2 separate regions of the Dromaius novaehollandiae genome follow, and region 2 is linked to region 1. A link is a contact called in public Hi-C data. All regions are on one chromosome and are shown on one strand. Each heading gives the region's core, a stretch centred on a gene start, on an enhancer-like site or on the middle of the called end of the contact. The rest is flanking DNA. Distances are from core to core; before and after follow the strand shown. Region 1 overlaps HS1BP3 (HCLS1 binding protein 3). Region 2 holds the start of LOC112993242 (ras-like GTP-binding protein RHO).

Region 1 (2,700 bases), core at 82-2,581:
AAAGGGTTTAGCTGTATGGTCAGGAGCTACGTCATCCTAGCTGGCACAGAGCAAGACTACAGTTCCTGTCCAGTTTTATTTACTAGTTAAGCCACAGTCAAATCATCTCGCACAGCTGCACAGTTCACTGTGATGATAAATCCTACCCCTTCTCACCCAGACAGAACATGTTGATGCCAGGTATCTCAAGCAATATGGAAAGAAAGGTTTGGAGCCTTGTCCAAAACCTATGGAAGGTAATAGAAAGCATTTGTTTAACTTCAATGATAACTGCCATTAACAATGATTTCAAGGTCACATTTCTAATAGATCTTCCCCTACAAGACCTCAGATATCTAAGCAAAAGTGAACTTTTCCACAGGCAGACTTATGAAATCAGTTTTATTCCTTTTACCAAAGGGATAGCAGAGAGATCTAACTTCTAAATACTGTACCCAAGATGCAATCTGTGAGAATTCAAGAGCAGCATCAAGATCTGCTGAGTCCCAGCTGTATGTCTGTCCTTCAGAACAATCCTCCTTCTGCCGGCACTTTAGACGTTCCCAGATCCAGCTAATTGCTGCAAGGGGTGGTAGCAAACGGATCTGATCCCCCAGGTGTGTTAATTAGTACCAGCCCACAGTTACAATGGCCAATTCATGCATTTTTGGCAAGGTTATATAGTTCATTTCCAAAAACAGTTTTCCAAAAGCTAATTCTTTGATCCTTTGAAACCAAGACAGAAACTTCTGCAACAGCTCCATGGGGAAAAGGCAACAATGGCTTTAATAAGTCTGCTAAGTTGGGAACTTGACAGCATCAGATGAAAGGAAAAGCAAGTCTCCCATCTTGATTTAAACTGAGCACACATTCACACTCCCCCCCCACTGCTTCTTTTAGAGCAAACAATTCTGTTAAACATAGTGAACAGGAAAAAAAACAGGGCAGCTCTGAATCCGTCCCTCATTAGCAGTCTGTCTCATCTACAAACAGTTCTCTGGGTCTACTGACTAAAGATTTCCCCTGCCTTGGTGAAAGGAGCAGGCTAATCGATGAGGTAATGCTTTTTTATTCTAATTAAGGACTTGAGTCATCCTATTATTCTAAAGCCCATGAAACAAAGCATGTTTAAATCTGCCCAATTACCTCATACTCAACCCTCTTCCAAAGCAGGAGTAAAAAAAAAAGAAACTTTTTATTCTGTGTAGTTGTAAATTTATCCTGTACCCTTTGAGAATTGGCTGCTTCCTACACATCTGTCTCGGATGGTCTAAGGACTTAGTTAATGTGTCTGCAGAACGGCTCATGGCAGCTTCTGCATGCCTTCACCACTGTTTAGTTCTACACTGCTACAAATGACCGCACATCGCTGTTGAACAGGAAGGGAAAATCAAAAGCAGAGAGTTCACTTAAAGGACTACGGGAATTATTTGAAAACTGGTGCCAGCTAGTGGCAATGTTGTTTCATTCCACTTCCCTGACATTACTTGGCTTTACAATTCTTCTATATACAGAAAAGTGTGTGGCAAATTTCATTGCTTTAATATATTGCAAACAATGAACCAGGCCCATTAAAAATCCCACGACATTTTTCTTAAAAGCAGACTCTACTTCACTGAGCTGGTCAACTTACAAACTCTGTATTTAAATTTACATTGGTGCAATTACCCCTGTGTTACCAACTGAATTACACATTCTTCACTCACTGTCTGATGCTGCAATGAGGTGTTGTATTAAGCTGTGAAGTCCTTCCTGCCTTTTACCCTAGGTGTAGTTACGTTTGGGTTCTGCATGAAAACACTGCTGGATGGCATACATAGCTATAGCACTAGACAGAATTATTCACGATCCTTTGGGTGTAGGATGATTGCATAAACACAAAATCACAATTCATAAACACCATTAAAATATATTCAGTGTTCTAATCAGAAAGAAAATGAAGCACATTAAAATAATTACTTAAATTCCTTCCCAGAGGATCCTCAGGTTGCAGCTGTGTACGTACTGGAATCACTCAAGCCAGGCATGAAAGAAACTCGCAACTGAAGTTTAAGCAAGGCAATTGATTCAAAGTAAGTAATGGGGGAAACAATGACTGCATATTCTTTTAGGACCAGAAATCCAACACTAGATCAGGAAATCAGAAAGCAGACAAGGACAATGCTGGCATGAGGGAGAAAGTGACTCTCACAAGTTCTCCTTGGGTCAGGGAAGTGACTAGGGCCCAAAACGAAAGAAAACAAGAGAGCAGCCAATTTCAGATCTCTAAGTTATCACAGGGCATCCACTCCTCTCCAAACCTGTCTGTCAGTGTGAGCAACCTAACGTTGATTCACCAGTTACAGTTCTTTCTGACTGCTGGAAGTGGACATAGCCACAGGGTTTTTTTTTTTTTTTTTTTGCATTCACCGGTCAAATAAGGTCTCCTGAAGAAGCATTTATGTATGTAACCTGAAGACTTCAGCCAGAAACCCAGGAGTTCCAGAAAATCTCAAGTTTTCTTGAGTGCATGTACATTAAGTTAGCAACTACCAAAGGACAGGAATGAGAGAAGAGGGCTGAGTCCTTCTCACACCCATCTCAATACCCATGGTTGGAAAGCACAGCTAGAAAAGGTGCTCAGTTCCGTCACCTTGAGCCACTCAGGCCTCGCTAGAGCCCTCCCAAGGAAAACACCTTGCCAGATCCCAGAGCAATCACTCAGAAGAGACAATACCAGAA
Region 2 (2,700 bases), core at 158-2,657, 410 kb before region 1:
CAGCTACTTACCTTTCCACATCATGAAATCCAACAGCAAAACAAAATTCACTCCTCTTACAAAATTCGGCAGGACCTATGATGCCTCTTTCTTCTTCTTTTCTCATTTAGCACACATTGGCTAATAATCTCCAGGGCTGTATCAACACCTTCTTTTGTCTTGGCAGAGCACTCCAGGTAAGCATATGCCCCAATGCTGGCAGCCAAAGCTTTTCCTTTCACAGTGCTAATTCTAACACCTTCATCATCCCTTAGGTCTATCTTGGTAGCTACCAGAATAATAGGTACTGTGGAGCAGAAGAATTTGATTTCTGGAACCCAAATATCAAGGATGTTTTGCAGTGAGTCTGGCCTGTCCACAGAAAAGCACATTAAAATAACGTCTGTGTCCTGATAGGAAACTGAGCGGAGATTTTGATAACCGGCTTCATCCTTCCCTGACACATCGAAGAGAATTAGCTTCAGGTTCTTCCCATCTACCTCTATGTTAGTGGTGTAAGTGTCAAACACAGTTGGCTCATAGCATTTGGGAAGCTGTTCGTGGCGCAGAGCAAAGAGGAGGCATGTCTTACCACAGCTGTCATCTCCAACAACAGTTAGCTTTCTCCAAAGAGCAGCCATGCCTTGAAAACCAAGATGAGGTACAAAATGAATTAATCCAGTGCCCTTTTTTTTTTTTTTTTTTTAGCTTTTGTGAAGAGTAGAAGAATGGAAGAAGAAATCCTATTATTTTGGAATTCTTCTCATTATATCATCTTTTCTCTCCATACTTCTCTCTTACCTGTGTTCCTCCTTTTTTGCCCTTCAGTTCTTCTAGTATTAGAATGTTCTGAAATTGTGATTACCTTGCTCTTGACTATTTTTACACATCAGAAGTTCAAGATAAAAAACAAGTCTAGCTGTAACCTAAATTCCTGCAGTGTCCTATGCTTCTGTTTTATCATCTCACGCACTGTTTATGGCCAGTGTTCAGTTCATAACAGATTTCATTTTCTAGATTGAATGACTTAATTTTGTAAGCGAGATGGAATATAAAACACTGTACAGAACAACTATCCAAGTAAGTTTTATTGACTACATTTTTCCCACCATGGTCACCAGTGAAATTCTACCAATGGCAATAGCTATCCTTTGTAAATCCATGCTGCCTTTGTTCATAGATCTGTTCTCATGTGGGATTAAGAAAATGTTCTCTCCTCATATATTCGCTGTTATTTTATATAAAATAGAAGTCTGTTAGACTTACAGGATAGTAATTTCCAGCATCAATCTTCCTTTCTTGATTTTCAGTATTAGATTGGTTTCTTCCAATCTTGTTACACTTCAGTTTCCGTAGGCCACAGATTCCCCTATACAGAGAACTCACCACCACTTTACAAAGACCATTATGATGAACATTGTATTTAAAGGAATAGGCTGATGTTTCTAAATTTAGCCAACCAATCTACAAAGAGAACTGAATGAGATCATGCCTCTTAAAGGAAACCCACTTTACTGACAATAAAGGGCAAGTTACGCAATCCATTAACGAATCACAGCACATTTGCTTTAGAAATTCCCTTTTCCTATTGCAAAACTTATCTTGAGTGAGCATTTCAGTACCAGGTGTGCCAAACTGGTTTTGTGCATAGGGCTGAGAACTAGAGAGTAAAACAGCAGTAGATCAAAGTCCTGCCAGCCAGATCCTCAGGATACTCTTTTCCGGATCTGCTGAGACATCTTAGAGAAATGAATCACAGAACAGCTGAGGTGGGAAGGCATCTCTGGAGATCATCTGGTCCAACCCCCTGCTCAAAGCAGGGTCAACTACAGCAGGTTCTCAAGGCTTTGTGTCCAGATGGGTTTTGAACATCTCCAAGGATGGAGACTCCATGACCTCTCTGGGCAACCTATTTCAGTGTGTGACCACCCTCACAGTAGTGAAATGAAATCTATCAAGGCAATGGTCTATAGAAAAAGAACTGTCCAGTTTTCAAGTTAAGTGATAGTGTGAACTATCTTGGACTTCAGAGATGAAGACTGAATTCCCTGCTATCCTGCTGGCATTGGACAAGTCATTTCTTTTGCCTCTGTCCCAGTTTTCCTGGTAGACAAAGACTGCAAGGTGCTCACATGCACTACAAACTAAGGACAAAGGGAACCAAGGTAGCTTAATTTGATCTCTCTGCAGAGAGAAGTGACTGCAAAGGCATTATTGGTGAGGCAGATACTTAACTGCTGGCATGTAGTTACGAGGTCAGTCCATTTTTTTCATATAGCTACTGAAGAGTTCTTCATTCCAGATGAAGGTTTTAGCCCAAAGATGGGGAGCTTCATATCTTGCTTTTTCTTTAGCTTGAGTGAGTCAGAGGCCTGAAGGCACTTTAGTTTTCTACGGTGGTCTAATTTTACTTTGCCACACCATATATCCTGAGTATTATTCGGGTACGACTCTGATAGTCTTGCCACTAAAGCCCAAATTTTATAGTAACTTGACAAAATAAAAGTCATTGGATTCTGACTTGCTTCACTTATTCTCAGGCAGAGTAATGCCACTGAGTCCCACACAGCTCTTTAAGGTCATAAAGCCATTTCTTATTTGGCATGTGCTTTCACTTGTGCTGTACTTAGCCTGAACCTCTGCTTCAAAAATACACAATTCTTTTCCACTCCCTCTTTTGAACCTTGGCATTCCAGTTTCTAGGCAGATTAGTCCAGCTTC

Evidence for each region. A called contact is a pair of places that touch in the nucleus more often than the background predicts.
Region 2: a contact with region 1 is called in a Hi-C map of liver, with 15 times the contacts expected there. The contact joins the promoter of LOC112993242 here to the enhancer-like site in region 1. A contact is called at or near these places in 2 of 4 Hi-C or Micro-C datasets (brain and liver).

Annotation. Positions count from the first base shown.
Region 1 is chr3:10,827,067-10,829,766 of bDroNov1.hap1, reverse strand. The region is part of intron 4 of HS1BP3 (HCLS1 binding protein 3); the gene reads right to left. Among named protein-coding and RNA genes, the nearest start is that of HS1BP3, 27 kb to the right of the region's middle. Within about 2 kb of position 1,331, at least 1 of the 2 cell types and tissues checked has open chromatin away from gene starts, as enhancers often do.
Region 2 is chr3:11,240,990-11,243,689 of bDroNov1.hap1, reverse strand. It overlaps LOC112993242 (ras-like GTP-binding protein RHO), which reads right to left and starts at 1,407. Exons shown (of 3, transcript XM_026116667.2): 1 at 1,246-1,407; 2 at 12-622. The coding sequence starts at 620. The coding sequence ends at 57.